Regions from separate parts of the Mus musculus genome. Here regions 1, 2 and 3 are each linked to region 4. The links are chromatin contacts, called in public Hi-C and HiChIP or PLAC-seq maps. All regions are on one chromosome and are shown on one strand. The core of a region is the stretch at or near the end of the contact, and the rest is flanking DNA. Distances in the headings are between cores, read along the strand shown.

What was found. A called contact is a pair of places that touch in the nucleus more often than the background predicts. HiChIP or PLAC-seq counts read pairs in DNA pulled down with a chosen protein or histone mark.
Region 1: a contact with region 4 is called in an H3K27ac HiChIP or PLAC-seq map of SST interneurons, with 7 times the contacts expected there. The contact joins two enhancer-like sites. A contact is called at or near these places in 1 of 484 Hi-C or Micro-C datasets (myocytes) and 2 of 115 datasets of contacts at active chromatin or transcription factors (SST interneurons and stem cell-derived neural progenitor cells).
Region 2: a contact with region 4 is called in a Hi-C map of cerebral cortex, with 2.0 times the contacts expected there. The contact joins two enhancer-like sites. A contact is called at or near these places in 1 of 39 promoter capture datasets (liver), 4 of 484 Hi-C or Micro-C datasets (brain, cerebral cortex, embryonic stem cells and 1 more), 2 of 115 datasets of contacts at active chromatin or transcription factors (embryonic stem cells and neural progenitor cells) and 1 of 9 other capture datasets (embryonic stem cells).
Region 3: a contact with region 4 is called in a Hi-C map of cerebral cortex, with 1.8 times the contacts expected there. The contact joins two enhancer-like sites. A contact is called at or near these places in 1 of 15 datasets of contacts at CTCF or cohesin (the NIH/3T3 cell line), 5 of 484 Hi-C or Micro-C datasets (cerebral cortex, cortical neurons and liver) and 1 of 115 datasets of contacts at active chromatin or transcription factors (embryonic basal ganglia).

What each region holds. Positions count from the first base shown.
Region 1 is chr8:86,074,548-86,078,455 of GRCm38.p6, forward strand. No RefSeq gene overlaps it. Among named protein-coding and RNA genes, the nearest start is that of Gm33632, 82 kb to the right of the region's middle. Within about 2 kb of position 2,339, at least 4 of the 459 cell types and tissues checked have an H3K27ac peak or open chromatin away from gene starts, as enhancers often do. A contact at or near this core is called in SST interneurons, where this site is marked.
Region 2 is chr8:86,274,151-86,278,380 of GRCm38.p6, forward strand. No RefSeq gene overlaps it. Among named protein-coding and RNA genes, the nearest start is that of Gm33687, 3.5 kb to the right of the region's middle. Within about 2 kb of position 1,776, at least 31 of the 459 cell types and tissues checked have an H3K27ac peak or open chromatin away from gene starts, as enhancers often do. A contact at or near this core is called in cerebral cortex, where this site is marked.
Region 3 is chr8:86,200,380-86,204,624 of GRCm38.p6, forward strand. All of the region lies in intron 3 of Gm33632 (a long non-coding RNA gene), which reads left to right. Among named protein-coding and RNA genes, the nearest start is that of Gm33577, 8.7 kb to the right of the region's middle. Within about 2 kb of position 1,687, at least 24 of the 459 cell types and tissues checked have an H3K27ac peak or open chromatin away from gene starts, as enhancers often do. A contact at or near this core is called in cerebral cortex, where this site is marked.
Region 4 is chr8:86,534,067-86,537,794 of GRCm38.p6, forward strand. It overlaps Abcc12 (ATP-binding cassette, sub-family C (CFTR/MRP), member 12), which reads right to left. Exons shown (of 29, transcript NM_172912.4): 14 at 808-942; 15 at 622-697; 16 at 457-525. Among named protein-coding and RNA genes, the nearest start is that of Abcc12, 31 kb to the right of the region's middle. Within about 2 kb of position 2,360, at least 88 of the 459 cell types and tissues checked have an H3K27ac peak or open chromatin away from gene starts, as enhancers often do. A contact at or near this core is called in SST interneurons and cerebral cortex, where this site is marked.

The DNA.
Region 1 (3,908 bases), core at 1,089-3,588, 460 kb before region 4:
CTTTCTCTGGGGAAATGTAAACAAGGGCTATCCCCCACTCCTAGGGTCCCAATAACAAACCAAGAGTACTTTGAGACTGTCAATGAATGTATTTGCTTACTTATAGAGCATGGATGAGGATTTATGGGTGACCACAAATCAGCTTCACTGAAATGTATTCACCAAGCATAGAGTATGGTTTCCCCACTGACGGAACTCCCTCCATTAATCTTTCCCATTCTACATACCCATGCCCTTCCCAAGACTCCTTGAGGTCACATCGGCCCAATTAAGGCAGGAGTTCTACAAATGGCTAGGAGGAGCTGCTGGATTCTAATGAACTTCCTTATCTACTTCTATAAAGGAATGCCATAGTTAAGAGGCCTGATGCTGATGGACTCTTGTAAACGGGCAAAACTACTCTGATGAAAATGGAGATTATTTTTTTCTAGAATTGTATTCCAAAACAACTAATTGGCACATTGCCATATAATTATTGAGCTTTTGTTGGCATCAGATATGTTTGCACAAATTTTAAATAGTATATGAAATCAAGTTTTCAATATACACACAAACAGGCATTGTGGTAGTATGAATGTGAAAATGGGAGCCTGAATATCTGCTATGTTAACAATGGTGACTGTCTTGGGGAAACAGGAAATGCTGCTCTCAGAACAAGACCTGAAGCTTGAGTGAAGAATTGAAAGAACATATTCACATCAGTGGACTCATGGAAACAATCTCCTAAAAACCTGATTTCCAGCTCCAGTTCCCTCAGGATATTTACAACATCATTCTCTGCGTTTTTCAACATTGGCGAGTTCAAGTTTTAGCCTACATGACGATGTTAACATCTTAGTTGGGGTATATCTAGTGCTGTGACGAAACATGATCATGAACAAACAGCAAAGTGGAGAGGAAAGGGTTTACACTTCCAGATTATAGTCCATCATTGGAAGAACGCAAACAGGGCAGGAATCTGGATGCAGGAGCTGATGCAGAAACCATGGAGGGTGCTGCTTCCTGACTTGTTCTTCATGGCTTGCTCAGCCTACTTTCTTACAGAACCCAAGACCACCAGCCCAGAAATGGCACTACCTACAATGTACAGGGCCCTCACCATTAATTAGTGATTAGTTAATCACTAATTGAGAAGATGCCTTACAGCCAGATCTTAGGGAGACATGTTCTTAATTAAGGTTTCCTCCTTTCAGATGACTCCACTGTGTGTCAAGTTGACAGAAAACTAACCAGCACATCTAAGGTTCTTGATCAGGTTTATTTAGAATTAAAGAACTAAAGGGCAGGAAAAATTTCAAACAGGGAAAATGTCAAACACAGCAGACAAGTACAGACAGAACCAGCTGGTAAAATACCCCTTTTATTAGGGATGAGGAATCACACATACATAAGACACACAGAGAAAAGAACTCCCTGCAAAGCAGAGAGGGCACCAATGAGCAGGAAGACAGCTTCTCCTTGAGGGCTTGGTTAAAGTCTTTGAAGGATCTTCTCCTAATTTCGGGTTGGTCAATTTGAAGAAAGACAGGATGCTTTATTAGCCTATAAGTGTGTGTAAACATGTCCTGATGGAGTCTTGAACTTGTCTAGACATCCCATCAACATGGGACCCTACTGGTAAGTGAGAGAACCCACCAAACCTTAATTGTAAGCTGCCAGACTTTTGTCTCAGGAGTGTGAGGAAGAAGCTGACCATCTTGGAGGTTTGCCGCCTCTGTTTTCTAGTCATGGTCTTTCTCCCTGTCTGTCTGCCTAGCAGGAAATCTGTCTAGCTCTTAGTTTTTCATTCCGCACACGCCCGTTTCTAGAAATTTGGAGGTGATGACCACGTTAGCTTCTTTGAGTGGCAGAAGGAATGATGAGGGGTGGCCACTGGAATATCTCAGAAGCGGGCCTATCTAATCTGCTGTGATACAACAACATGAACATAATTATGAAGATTCAGAACACAAGACAAACACTTGGAGATAGCTGTATCCTTGGAGCATGCTATGTATGTGAGGTAGCGCCTGTAACCCACAGAAAGTGAAATTATTAGTACTGCTATAATTCCTACTGAGAGCATAGGTAGGAAAATAGCTGGGGACATTTTGCCTTTATTAGGGAAAAAGAACATGTCCATTACAAGATATAAATCCTGACGAAGGCTGAAGAACTTATGATATTTTTTACTAAGCTCAGAAAGTCGACCCTCCTGTCTCCTCTATTACAATCTTGCGGAGAATGTTAAGAGACAAAGTTAACGAGGAAAGTTCTTTGATATTATGATTAGCACAAGGCTTAGTATGGTGAAGCATAATTGTGCAGCTGGCTAGACTGTGCTAGAGCCCTGTAGCAGGATAACGTCAGAGAAATAGTCCTCTCTATATCTAGACTGATGTGAGTTTTATTTCACAAATCAAGTATAACTGTGAAATCAGCTGTTTGGGAAGATAGACTCCTGTGTAAGGAGCAATCGACAGGAGAGTTTATAAGAGAAGTCAGTTAACATAGCTGTGCCATTGGCAGTGCCCTCCCCCAGCAATTGATGCCTCTGTCCTTTGTGTACCTGGTATCATGGCCAGTGGGAATGGAAACTGTGGGCCAAACCTGAGTGAAATCCAGACTCTATTTGTTGAGGTCACAACCAGACATCAGTATCTAATTGACAAGCTGACATTCTGCTCCTATATCCTGAATATTTTCCTTAAACCTGTGAGTTTGACAACAGCCTCCTTTAGTTGAGGAACATAGTGATTAGGGTGGAAGGGAAACATTGCAGCTGTGAGAAGTACTTTTCCAGAGAGAGAATGTTCCACAGTTGGTAAATAATGGTTTCAGTTTTGGTCTTTGGTTTTTAGATTTGACTTCAGTATTTAAGAAGCTAGACTTGTGGGCTGGTGAGATGTCTCAGCGGTTAAGAGCACTAACTGCTCTTCTGGAGGTCATGAGTTCAAACCCCAGAGACCACATGGTGACTTACAACCATCCATATTGAAGAAACAAATAAAAAAAACCTATAGGCCAGAGCAATCGGGGGCTGGAGCAAGAGGGAGATGGAAAGGGTGTTGTGGATAGCCCTGGGGCTAATTATATTTGATGTTAATTCCGTTCTCCTGTGAAGGGCTGCAAACAAGGACTGAGTCAGCACTCAGGTGACTTCCTGTAAACCTACTTCCCACTACCATCTTCCACACCTATGAGACCCCTTAGAACTTGCGGTTTCTCCAGGCCATGTGCTTCTGCTCTGCTTTTCTTCTTTTTCTTCCTCCTCTGCGTCCTCTACCTCTTCCATTTTCTCCTTCTCTCCCTCACCTTAAGCTCCACCTTCCCTCTTATTTGCCCAATCATCAGCTCTCCTTTATTTTATAAGTTAAGGTGGGAAGCAGGTTTACAGGAAATCACCTGAGTGCTGACTCATTCCTTGTTTGCAGCCCCTCACAGGAGAACGGAATTAACATCAAATGTAATTAGCCCCAGGGCTATCCACAACAGAAGGGGGAAAATAAAAAGAAGCTAGACTTGTTTATCTCAGCTGCAGATAGACACTACAGTGCTGAATTAAGCTAAGGCTTGTCATATATATATATATATATATATATACCAAGAGGAGAACCATTAGTGAGAAATAGTTGTCCAAATAACTTCCCTTTTGGTTATATATTATATCTGAGCACTACAGTTCTTTGAAATGTTAAAAAAAAAAAAAAAAAAAAAAAAACATACTCTGCCTACCGGAGAATCTTTTTAACTCCTGGTTCCTCAATAAGGAAAAGGACTGTGTGACTAGGGACCACGGTGTGACTAGGGACCAAGGCAAGAGTAGAGACTAGTGGTAAACATTGAGACTAGTAGCCATGGTGTTGTGGGGATTCCAGCAGAAAACACATTTCCAGAAGCAGAAAATGAGTGAGCCCAGGCCCATCTTT
Region 2 (4,230 bases), core at 526-3,025, 260 kb before region 4:
ATGGCAGCCTACTTGGAACGGCTGGCCATGAGGAAGCCTTAGTGTATGTAGCCTTTGAGGGTACCTGTGAGATGCAGAGTTATCAGCTCCATTCTCATCATGCAAAATAAAGACTTCTTTACTTAGCCACAAGGTCAGTTTGCTGGGGAACTTCTCAGCCTTGCCTTCTGTTCTTGCTACTTCAGTCCATGCCTGTTGGTGGCTCTGTATGGCTCAGCCACTCCATGTGAGCAATGAATGTTTAATCCCAGCTCAGTCACTCAACACTTAATTCTTCCTCTTTGTGATGTAGGATATGTGATCACCGTGTGAACCCCAAGATTGTGAACTGGATAAACCTTGTTGTGGTGTGGCTCAGCCCTAGCACATGGCTTTAATCCAAGACCTTTCTGTAAACAAGAACTCAATAAAGTCAACGATAGACCAAGAGGCAGATTAAGCAACCAATTGTCAGGGAGTGAGCATAAGAAAACCCAGGAAAGAGAAGGAGAGTCTCTGAGTTGAAGGGTATAAAGACAGAGTGCAGAAGGAGGAGGGGCTTTTCCTTCTGGGACACCAGTGGAGTGGGAAGGTCAGCTGGGTACTTTCTCTGACTCTGTGAGCTAGCCGGCTTCCACCACAGCATCTGGCTTCTGTGCCTTCACTGATAAATCGAACGTTTGGGATTCTGTTTTTGTTTTTGTTTTTGTTTTGTTTTGTTTTGTTTGTTTTTAATGAGGATTAAGCAGTTTATTTTATATTCAGTCTACAAGACCCGGCATGCGGTAAACCCATGTCTCACTTATAAGAGGCAATGAAATCATAATTAAAAACAATGTGCCTTGTGCCATATGATTTTTTTATTTTCTTTATTTACAGTTCAAATTTTAATCCCCTCTCCTAGTTTCCCCTCTGAAAACCCCCTATCCCATCCCACCTCCCCCTGTTCACCAACCCACCCACTCTCACTTCCCTGTCCTGCCATCCCCCTACACTGGGGAATAGAGCCTTCTCAGGACCAAGGGCCTCTTCTCCCACTGATGTCCAACAAGCCCAACCTCTGCTACATAGGCAGCTGGAGCCATGGGTCCCTCCATGTGTACTTTTGGTTGGTGGTTTACTCCTTGGGAGCCCTGGGGGTACTAGTTGGTTCATATTGTTGTCCCTCCTATGGGGCTGCAAACCCCTTCAGCTCCTTTGGGTCCTTTTCTAGTTCCTCCATTGGGGACCCTGTGCTCAGTCCAATGATTGGCTGCAAGCATCCACCTCTGTATTTGTCAGGCACTGGCAGAGCCTCTCAGGAGAGAGCCATATCAGGCTCCTGTCAGCAAGCACTTGTTGGCATCCACAATAGTGTCTGGGTTTGGTGGGGATTTTGTTTTTTAAGAACAGCATCTGTGCCTCAGTTTCCTCACCTTTAGGAAAGTTAACTAATAAGAGAATCTTGCCTAGTATTTACAATGGTGATTACTTCTTTTTTATTTTATGTTTTTATTATTTTACTCTTTTGCTTTTGAGAGAGTTTCACTCTAACATAGGCTAACTTAGAATCCCATCAACAACCCAGACTGGCTTAGAACTTCCTCAGTAGTCCAGGCTGGCCTCCAATTCCTGCTATTTTTGCCTTTGCTTCCCAAGAGCTGAGGTTACAGGTGGCTGCGTCTATACCAGACCCAGTGTGGGTTTTAATTTTAACTGATCAGAGATGCGTGGGGGCTAGAGAGTAGAGCAGGGCTTGTGGTTCCTGTGGGCTTGGAGCAGAGCAGGGCTGGCGGTTCCTGCTCACAGTGGCTGAGGATGAGTCAGAGAGATGAGAGGCATAAATAGCTCCTGTCTGTCAGCTCTTCCCTGACTCTACCCAGTCCGCAGACCTGTCCACCCCTTTCCTCCACCTCATTCCCAAAGGCACTCCTTTGGCTCATCTGTAAATCCTAACCAAGCCCTGTAAGCAAGTGTATTAATAATAATTCCTCCAGTAAATAGGAATTGAGTGTTCCCTGGGTATTGGAGGAGGAAGTCCTATTGTGAATATGAAATGGAAAATGTTTAGCGTGTTGTTGAGAGTAACTGGGTTTTTCTCGGCTCTTGGGGGGAGGGGGCTTTTAAATCAAGAGTTAGGATGATAGATGCTTGCAGTCACCCAAAACTTCTACCGAGTAAGTGACCTTCCAGTTCTTGTCTGGCAGAGTTGAAGAATGGAATGATTGTACCACGGAGGTGATCTTTAAAAAGAGTATTTTATTATAGAAAGCTTCAGAGACAGAAAGATGCAAAGCTCCTACAGCAAGAGCAGGTCCCTGGGAGTGGGTACCACTGTGGGTTGCAGCCTTCCAGTTAGTAATGCTTCGTATGGATGAGCTGGCCAGCCCAGCTTTGGCTCCAGGTGTCTAAGTGCCTCTTGGTTTCAGTCAGTCCTCATTTATGATTCCAAGGGAAGGGGTCTTCATTTAGAGGAAAGAGATGAGGAAACACCAGAACCTGTTCTTTCTTCCTTTCTGACATCCCTGTTCTCTGGCCAGGGCAGGACCAAAGACATTCCAGCTAAACACTTCTGGCATTTCAGGCCTCAGGAAAGGATGGAGTTGCCCATGGTGTCAAGGATATTTCCAGCTTTTAGCTGAAGAAAGAATCCATTCCTTTTGTAGGGCCCCTTACTTTGAAATGCCCAGCCACTTCTGGTCTGCTGTTCTCAATAGATAATGTCAGTTAATAAAACTCTGGGAATGGCCTTATCTCCCTGAAATAGCAAAGGAGAGACAGAAAAATAAACAAAACCAAACCACACAAATGATGTGTATGGTACTGTCAGGACCTCTGACTCCCACCCACCAGGAGCACAGATATTCTTGTACATTGTAATATAGGGGACAGACAACAGGTTTGCCCTGTTTGGTCTTTTTCAGTGCAACAGTTATAAATTGAACATGTTCCTGTCAGCCTTGAGCCAGTGGGCACTGACAATGTCAAAAAAAATATGTGCTATACAAAAAGCAAAATAAGATATAAAAAAGTGGGCACAGAGCTGGTGTGCTGGATAATCTTAACTTTGTAAGGGTCCATGAGTCACTGAAGAGTGATACCCCAGCAGAATGGAAAGCAAACAGAACACAGGTCATCAGCTTGGATCCATGATTTGACTTTGAGTTGTTCTTTTTTTTAAATTTTATTTTATTTATTACGTATTTTCCTCAATTACATTTCCAATGCTATCCCAAAAGTCCCCCATACCCTCCCCCCCACTTCCCTACCCACCCATTCCCATTTTTTTTGGCCCTGGCGTTCCCCTGTACTGGGGCATATAAAGTTTGTGTGTCCAATGGGCCTCTCTTTCCAGTGATGGCCAACTAGGCCATCTTTTGATACATATGTAGCTAGAGTCAAGAGCTCCGGGTTACTGGTTAGTTCATAATGTTGTTACACCTACAGGGTTGCAGATCTCTTTAGCTCCTTGGGTACTTTCTCTAGCTCCTCCATTGGGGGCCCTGTGATCCATCCAACAGCTGACTGTGAGCATCCACTTATGTGTTTGCTAGGCCCCGGCATAGTCTCACAAGAGACAGCTATATCTGGGTCCTTTCAGCAAAATCTTGCTAGTGTATGCAATGGTGTCAGCGTTTGGAAGCTGATTATGGGGTGGATCCCCAGATAAGGCAGCCTCTAGATGGTCCATCCTTTTGTTGCTCCCAGAGACTTCTCTTAAAACCCCTCTCCAAGCAGAGGCTGGTCAGATGGCACTGTGGGGATGGGAGATTCCACACACAGGTCTGTTTCCTGCAATCTGGAGGTGGGAGATACTGCTGGGTTTGGAATGTGGATCTCCTCCTTAGAAGCTTCCACTGGTGTTACAGGTCAAATCAATGCTCCTATCCAGAGCTTCTCTGTCCATCTGAGCCTTTCAGGTCATTAACTCCCCAGGAAGGTAGCATGTCCATTCTGTCAGTATGTGACTGTCCCAAACCCTAAATGAACTGTCTCAAATGTTCATTAGTATTTTAATAATAATAAGTTAATACACACAAGGCACTAGGCAAGCACACAGTTTAGAATGATGTGACATCCTGTAAGATTTGGAGAGTACCCTCATGACACAGAGGATGAAATGGAGCGGAGAGACGTGTGTCTGCTCTGAAAATCTGGGTTGCTGGGCAGTTTCCCAAGAGCAGCTGGAGGAAAGCACCCAGCTGTGTTGGAACACCATTACTTGATTCCCAACCCTTTCCCTCACAACCCCGTACACTCAAAAGCAGTAGC
Region 3 (4,245 bases), core at 437-2,936, 330 kb before region 4:
GGGGAGATAAAATCTGTTTATTTCAGATCAGTGAGAAGCTGCAGTTTGGGAGAAGCAGGTTAAGTATGCTGGAGATATATTTTAAAGATTTATTTACCATATATATGTGTGTGTGTGTGTGTTGTCTTCATGTATATATTATACTATAATACTATATTCTAATATGCTATATTAGAATACAAATTCTAATACTATATACTAATTCTACATATATTATATGCTATATATGTTCTTGGTGCCCAAGGAGTTTAGAAGGTATTGGATTCCCTGGAACTGGAGTTAAGATGGCTGTGAGCCACCATGTTGTTGCTGGGAACCCAGTCCAGGTCCTCTGTAGGCACAAGTATTCTTAACTTCTGACACATCTCTCCAGCCCCATAGGCCAGGGTCGTAGTTGCTCATTTGAGACAGTGAAGGCTGAAAGGGTCAAGTGTACAACACTGAGGAGTTTGTCCCCAGTGGTTCCTTCCTGGCAACCCCCTGCCTTGCTTTGAAGAGGTGTGTGTCTGTGGTGCCCCACTGGGGGGTGAGCATAACCTACAGAAAGGGTGGTGAAGCTTCATTAGAAGGTGAGGGCTTCCTAACTTTCTCTCCTCTTTAGAGTCTCATGCTGGTCTATTGTCTCCAGCACATTCAGGGACCTTGCCTCTTGGTCCCAACACAACACCTTCTCTTGATAGAACCTAGTGGGGAAACCCCCACTCAATTCTCGATTCGGCGGGCACCCAAAGAATCACGACATGCATCCCACACAGGAGATAACGGATGTCAGCCACGAGACTCGAAAGCTAGGGGTTTTTATGGGGTAAGGGACTTAGGGGTGTGGAACTCAGCATAGCAACACACTATTGGGTTATTCAAACATCAGCAGAAAAATTACATGTACATGCAGGGTGTCAGAGTTCTGTGAGTTGTTGACTCAGTTCAGATAGCCCTGTTATGTCCTCACATTCCTCTTTATCTTTAAGGTTAAGCTGTTCCCAGGAATGTTTTAACTACGGGGCATACCTGGGTTTGTTTTTCTTTTTTCTCAGCCCCAAGCAGCCTCTAGGCTCACAAACAACCAGCAATTTCTGAGTACTTTATATGACTTACAGGTCTTGAAATTTCATCTTTCTTTCACTCTCTAGCATTTTCTTCACCTTCTATGTCTTTACACACACTCCTCTTCACATTGTAGAACGTTTTCCAGGTTCCTCAACTCATTATTTTATGGATTTGGTTTGTTAAGTTTATGGATTCACTCCTCAGGCAGACACTGTAATCAAGTCAAGACTGACTGTTAGAAGTCCTGACTGCCCTCTAAGCAGCTATATACAATATGCTGTGCTCTAAGTCAAGGAGGGCAACCTTAGATCTCTTCCAAACTGCAGAATAGTTGCCATTTTGCCAAGTCCTCTAAGAATTAGATGTGGATTCCAGCTCACCTTGCCAACTAAAACAGCATAAGATTTTACCAAAAAGCCACATTTTTTTTTCATTTTGGTAGAGAGTCACACAGACATTTAAAAGTGCTTAGAGACTGGGGTGGAGTAGGATGTCTACCCTCCCTGTTATATTTAGCAGAAGAACATTTCTTTGCCAAAGTCTGTTTCCAAAATCTCATCACTTTCGGAGAAAGTGAAACCCTGCCCCCAGAAGCAGCCTGTGGACGTTACTGCTCTCTGACTCATCCTCAAAGCTGGAACACCTAGATGGGCAGACTCAGTGTTACGATCCTGAATTAAGTCCCAGCGTGCTCCTACAGCATGGTGCAGCAGGAACTCACAGGCATGACTTAGATACATTTCAATAATTTCCAACTATGGGAATGCTTGTTTCATGTTCTTTTATTACCAACTTCTAAGAATGGAAGCTGGCCAAGACTGCACTATTAGCAGGCAGGGAGTAAGGTCTCAGAGTCTGAATTTAGCAGCGCTTGGCTCCATGGCTGACACTCTCTCCTCACTCTTTTCCATCACTGACCTTGGAAACTTTATTCGCCCTTGAGCACCCATGTGTTCCTGCTGTGTAAAATGCTTCTGCCTGGGTTCAGAGCCCCGGGCAGATGCCCAGCACTTTCACTGTCAACTGAGAGGGAATGAGAGAAAAGGTTATAATCAGCACATTCCAATGAAGATGCTACCGATGTTGAAAATGTTTGCATTTTAAAAGAAGAACCTGAAGAGTTTCACGTAAATTTCTAAGTAGGTCAGTCAACAGATCAGAAATAATATGTAAATATATGTATTTGTATATATACTTATATATGACATATATGATATATATATGCACACATATATGCATATATACATATATGTGTAACATGATCACACACACACACACACACACACACACACACACACATTTGATCATATTATTCCCCAGTTGGCTTCTCATTACACATTATATAAGTTGAGGTTCTTACACCGTGCCCCAGGGCTTACCAGCACCCAGGCAGATAGTCACCAAAGTCAAGGGCTCTATCACACTCCACTCTCTACTTTCATCAACATTTTATTGCTGTTCTGTTGTTCATTGTCTCTTCTACTAGGATGTTAACTCCACTGGTGGAGTGGAGGTGTTTTGTCTGCCTTAGCCACTTCCTATGCTGCACTCTGGTTCTATACCATTGTATCCACTAACGATTGTAAAGTGGGTGTTGTCAAAGGAGAAAGGTCTTAGTCTTTGTGAAAACAGGGTGAAGAGGAGGGAACTCAGGCTAGGGAACAGCTCTGGAGGCAAATTACCTCGTCCCTTCGCTCCTGCTTCTCACCCTTTGCTGGAGCTGTGTCTGAGGGCTGAGATGCTGTGTCTGCTCTCAGCAAGGGTGCTTGGAGGAGAGGGCTCAGTAAGCTGCTCTGCCAATCCTCGTGGCTGTGCTGTACTGCAGGACTCTGTTTGGGTCATGCACTTATGAAGCAATGGACTGATTGTGGTGAGGAGCTAGCAAAATCAGGAAGAAAGATCTCCTCACTACTGTTGAAAATATGAGTTGCTACATGCAGCTACTCCCACTAGTGGCTCAGCCTCCTGTGCCCCCTGCGCCCCAAGCTCATGCGCAATGCGCAGTGTCAGTACAGGCTGCCTACTCGAACCCACCGCAGCTAGAAGGAGCAGGTACTCACGGAAGTAACTGCCTGGACTCACTCTCCAGTCACTTTAACAAAATGCATCCTTGCGTTAATTGATGTACTTCTTCAGAGCTGCTTTTAACTCTCTTCCCTCCTATTTGGCTTTGTTGAGATGAGTTTTCCTATTCAACTGAGCAACCTGCTGTTACCATTGCTGAGACCAGGTTTTTCTTTTTCTTCTTTTCTTTTTACAAGCAATTGAGCAGAAATAACGGTTCCACAGCCTTCCTCTTCTTTGATGCCACGGGGAGATTTATTGACTTCAAAACTCTTTTCACGCATTTCTTATCCCTTTTCCTCAGAGTTTCACAGACTACATAAGGAAGCTGTTCTCTCTCCCCTCACTTTATAGATTAAAAAATTCTTGGCTCAAACTGAAGAAAAAAAAAAGGCTTTCCTCTTATGAGAATTTTTCTCCTTTCCTTGAATGCCTCTTAGCGAAAGTTTTTTACACATGCAAACAAAGTTAAACAATGAAAGGAAAGAAATGACTCTGTGAGTTCACAATATTTATAGCTACTATTCATGTTTCTGCAAACACCTCTTGATAAGAAGATACATAATATGAATGCATAATACATGTGTTTACAGCCTTTTGTCCCAAAGATTATTAGGCATATTTTCCTGTTAATAAATATACTTCTCATATATATATATTTCAAAACAGGTCTAGGATACAGTTTAAGGTTTGTACCATGATTTATGATGAATTTTCTGTCGGTCATTTAGATAATTTCTAGAGTCTTTGTGATTAAAACCAATATTGTGGTGAGAATGCCTGCAGCTGAATCAGGTACACATTCTCCTTTATTTATTCCAGTCCATTCTTGGAGTTAGAATTGCTGGCTCACACATTTAAGGTCTTTTGATCCATGATGCTAAATAGACAGTTTGTATTCCCACTAGCAGCCCCCTTTCATCTGTATTCTTCTACTCTGGATATTATCATTTTACAGCTTTTTTTTCTTTCATTTTATGGGTAAGCCTGGTATCCTGTTGTTTAATGTACCTTTCATGCATGAATGCTTAGGTTGGGTATCTTTTTATTTTTGGCCCCTGGAATTTTGCCTTTCCCCTCGTGTCCTTGCCTATTTTTCTGGCTGAGAATCAAGACCTCAATATGAACCCCTAC
Region 4 (3,728 bases), core at 1,110-3,609:
ACAGGAGGTTTTAGAGGAAGGAAACAGAATTTGGGAATGATGTGATTGTATGATAATATTAATTAATCAAAAGAGGGGACAATTTCTTGCTCACAGTGACCCCAAAACAAAAAGAAAGGATGAATGCATTAAAGGTTCTCTTTCCCCACTTTTATTTCATCTGGGTCCCAACTCAGGAGAGGATGCTGCCCTCATTTAGAGTGGGTTTTCCTTGTTGGCAACTGTATCTGGGAATGTTCTCAGAAAGAACCCAGTAGAGGGTTTAGACCTTCAAGGGTCTTCATAACCTGGTCAAGTTGACAGTTGGCATTACCCTGTGTGAGCACACTCTACAACACACCACCGTCCTCGCTTCCCAAAGCGATAACCGCTGTTTTACCACTCCTCCTCTATGCAGACAGGGGATGCCTAGCATGTACTCCCAGGTACACAGCCAAGGGAAAAGATGGTAAATACCGTTTGTGTCCACAAATTCTTCTGTTTCAGGTTCTTTTCCTTCGTCCTTCTCATCTCCTGAAGCCAAGACTAGGATGAGAAATTGTATAATAAGTAAATGGAAAGGTCTGTGTCCACTCAGGATCCAGGGGCAGTGAGAGAGAGGGGACTGTCATCTGACTGTACCAGCGTCTTCATCCCTCTGAGCTGGGCTCTCCTTCAGGGTCTCCACCATGGCTACATTGTAAATGTGCTCTGGATCCTGGAGATAAAATGAAATGACTTCTGAAAGTGAGCCAACAGACCTGTCCCAGGCAGAAAGCCATGAGGCGGGACTCTTAATCCCACTCACCAGGCAGGTGTGCAGTTTACCTTGAATTGCAGTCCCCGGAGGTTGTGGATAAGCTTTGCATAGCGCCCCCTCTCTTCCATCAACTCCTTGTGGGTGCCCTTTTCACAGATCTCTCCATCTTCTAACAGAATGACCTCATCACAAGACTCCAGGAACTGCAGAGACAGTGCATCCATCCACAACAGCACTGCCTCGGTAAGAAAGAGCTCACACCAAACTCCCAGCCTGCTTTCCCAGGTGCACTGAATTACTGGGGTTTTCAATCCTGGCACTATTACCAAATAATCCCTTGTCTTCAGGGGCTGCCCTGTGCATTGTAGACTATTTCGCAGCCTCTCTGGTGTCTACCTACCAGTAGGATGTCTTTCCCTAGTTGTGATGAGCAAAATTGTCTGCAAGCACTGCCAAATGCCCCAGGGGTTGGAGCGGGGGCGGCAATTGAGAACCACTGAGCTAGTCCCCAGTCTTTTCAGTACAGAAGCTGGACTCTGGCTGCAACAATGAGGCAATCAAAACTTCCTTCGATTCTTCTCTGTGAATGAGCTACCCCACTCAGAAATCTGATTGACTATTGTGGAGGCCAAGGTTTGGAAAAGACAGAAAACATGATCCCAGTCCTGTCAGAAGCCCCACCCCACTGAGCCCGGGGAATAGAAACCGGGTCATAGGCCACACCCCCACCAGCTTTAACAGAACAATAACGATGTGAACAATAAATATCACAGGCCCTGTTTTTCTGATTCCGAGACCCTTCACATCCACACCAATCCTTGGATTAAAGAATTCTGCTGAGAGGGATGCCGTTTTATTTTGGAAGAAGAAAGGGCACTCCTCGATTGATCCACCCAACAAAGGGCAGATAGTCCCCTCCTAAAGGCAGGCAAAATGCTGTAAGAGTGGGAACAGTTTGATCTAAAGAAGAAAGCCATCACAGCAGGGCCAGAGTCCCGGATTTGCACTTCTACTCTGCTCAAGGCCAAAATCCCACTTGGCTAAACTTGATTCGAATCCTGCAAGCAAAGGCCTACCACTGATAGTTGTACACCTGATGGGGTGGGTGGTGCCCAAATGCTTCAACCAGAGCAGTTCCAGCAGCATGGATAGCTCTAGCCTCTGTCTCCCCTATCCATGACTGGAGCCCTTCCTCAGGCAGCCCAAGCAGGAACCTGGCTCCTACTGCCCAGTGGAGGGAGACACACCTTCTGCTTCTGACAGAACCTTTCCCTCAAAGACAGACTTGGACCTCAGGCATCATCCTCTGGTGTTCCACAGCCTGATCTTACATCTTATCTCCCAACCTCGGGCAGCTCTCAGCTCAAGAAAGCTGTAAGCTCGGTTAAGCCATTGATTCTTTTCACACGAGGAAAGGAAGCACACAGGGCCCACTACAATCTACAGGCTTTTCTGCCTATGTGTGGGACCACCACCCAGACTTGGGAGGGCCCCGAAAAGGTCCCTCTGGCCAGCAAGCCCTTGGCTCACTCTGGTGACACCAAGTAGCTTTGTGTAGCCGTGCTCTGCAAACACTTCGGAAGCTGAGCCCTTAGTAGATTCCAGCAGCTCGTCAGACTGCTGGCCTCGCTTTGTTTCCTCAAGTAAACAGATGAGTGGCTGTCATGGCCAGCTACTCCAAAGCATCTGAGGTCAGAGCAGCTAGGAAATGTTCTGGAAAGCCCCGGGGCTGCAGTTTGAGGCTGAGCCCTCCCCTCCCCCACAAAGAATGGGATGAAGAGTGTATCAAGATTATGGTGCCATCTGGTGGCCTTCTTCCTCTCCCAACAAGCAAAAAGTGAGCTAAAATGACCTTGGAAAGGTGTGACTGCTGGAGACTCTGGGAAAACACCAGCTTGCCTAAGATCATACTTCGGGCTAGTGAGTTTCAAAGATGGGCTGGGCATGTGGCTATGGTTTATCCTCCAAGAGGGGATAATAGAGGGACAGCTCTGTCTCACACCTGTCAGGACCAAGGCAGCATCCTCCAGGACCCAGGACTCCTCCGGAAGACAGTTCTCCCAGGGCAAGCAGATGCCACAGACTGAATAGTCACAGGCCAGGGCTATGGTAACCACGCTAAGGAATCTAGCTAGGCCACAGACCATTTCTAGGCAAAACATGGGATTCCAGACTGAATCCAGCCAGCCTTCTCCTTTCCTCAGCCCTGGCCTACAGAGGACCTAGGAGTTCTTGTCTAACTAATCTGGCTCATTATTTTATAGAGCTGTGGCTCACCTGCTAAAGAAACCAGATACTCACATGTATAAAATTTGAATGCTTAAAGCTTATTCTGGGGAGCTGTGGGGGGCTGGGTTTCCTGGGTCTTTGAGAGGCCCTCTCTCTTCAGGGTGGTCCTCCTGGCCTCAGCCAGAGGGTACCAACCTACAGGCTGCAAAGTCCTATAGCTATGGCAACCTTACTTGCTGCTTCAGCCTTCACACCTTCACCACCTCAATTTCTGATTCACTGAAAGGCAATGAGATCTGCTTCCTGCCCCCCAGACCAGGCCTACTGAACAAGAAGAAGGGGCTCTCTGCACCAGTGCCCCAACGGGTCACCTCCCAATGTCTCTGGGATGTTTTCTACTTTGAGGTATGCGTGCTCGTGCACACGCACACAAATACATACTCACGTGCAGTATATCTCCCAGACTTGGGAGATTAGAGAGAGAGAAAGAGAGAGAGAGAGAGAGAGAGAGAGAGAGAGAGAGAGAGAATGAGAGGGTAACCTTGAATTATCTTGGGTAGAGAAGGGGCCCTAGATTCCCACCAAGCATTCAGAACCTGTATGTGGGATGGATTCAACAAGGTCTGTGACCATGCAGCCAAATCCTCCAGTTCACTTAACATAAGCCCAGTCTCTTTCTCCAGCAAGATTCACCCTCCTAAGCCAGAGGGAGACTACTGTTTGAATGGGAACAGGATCTAAGAAGGCAGAAGAACCCTGA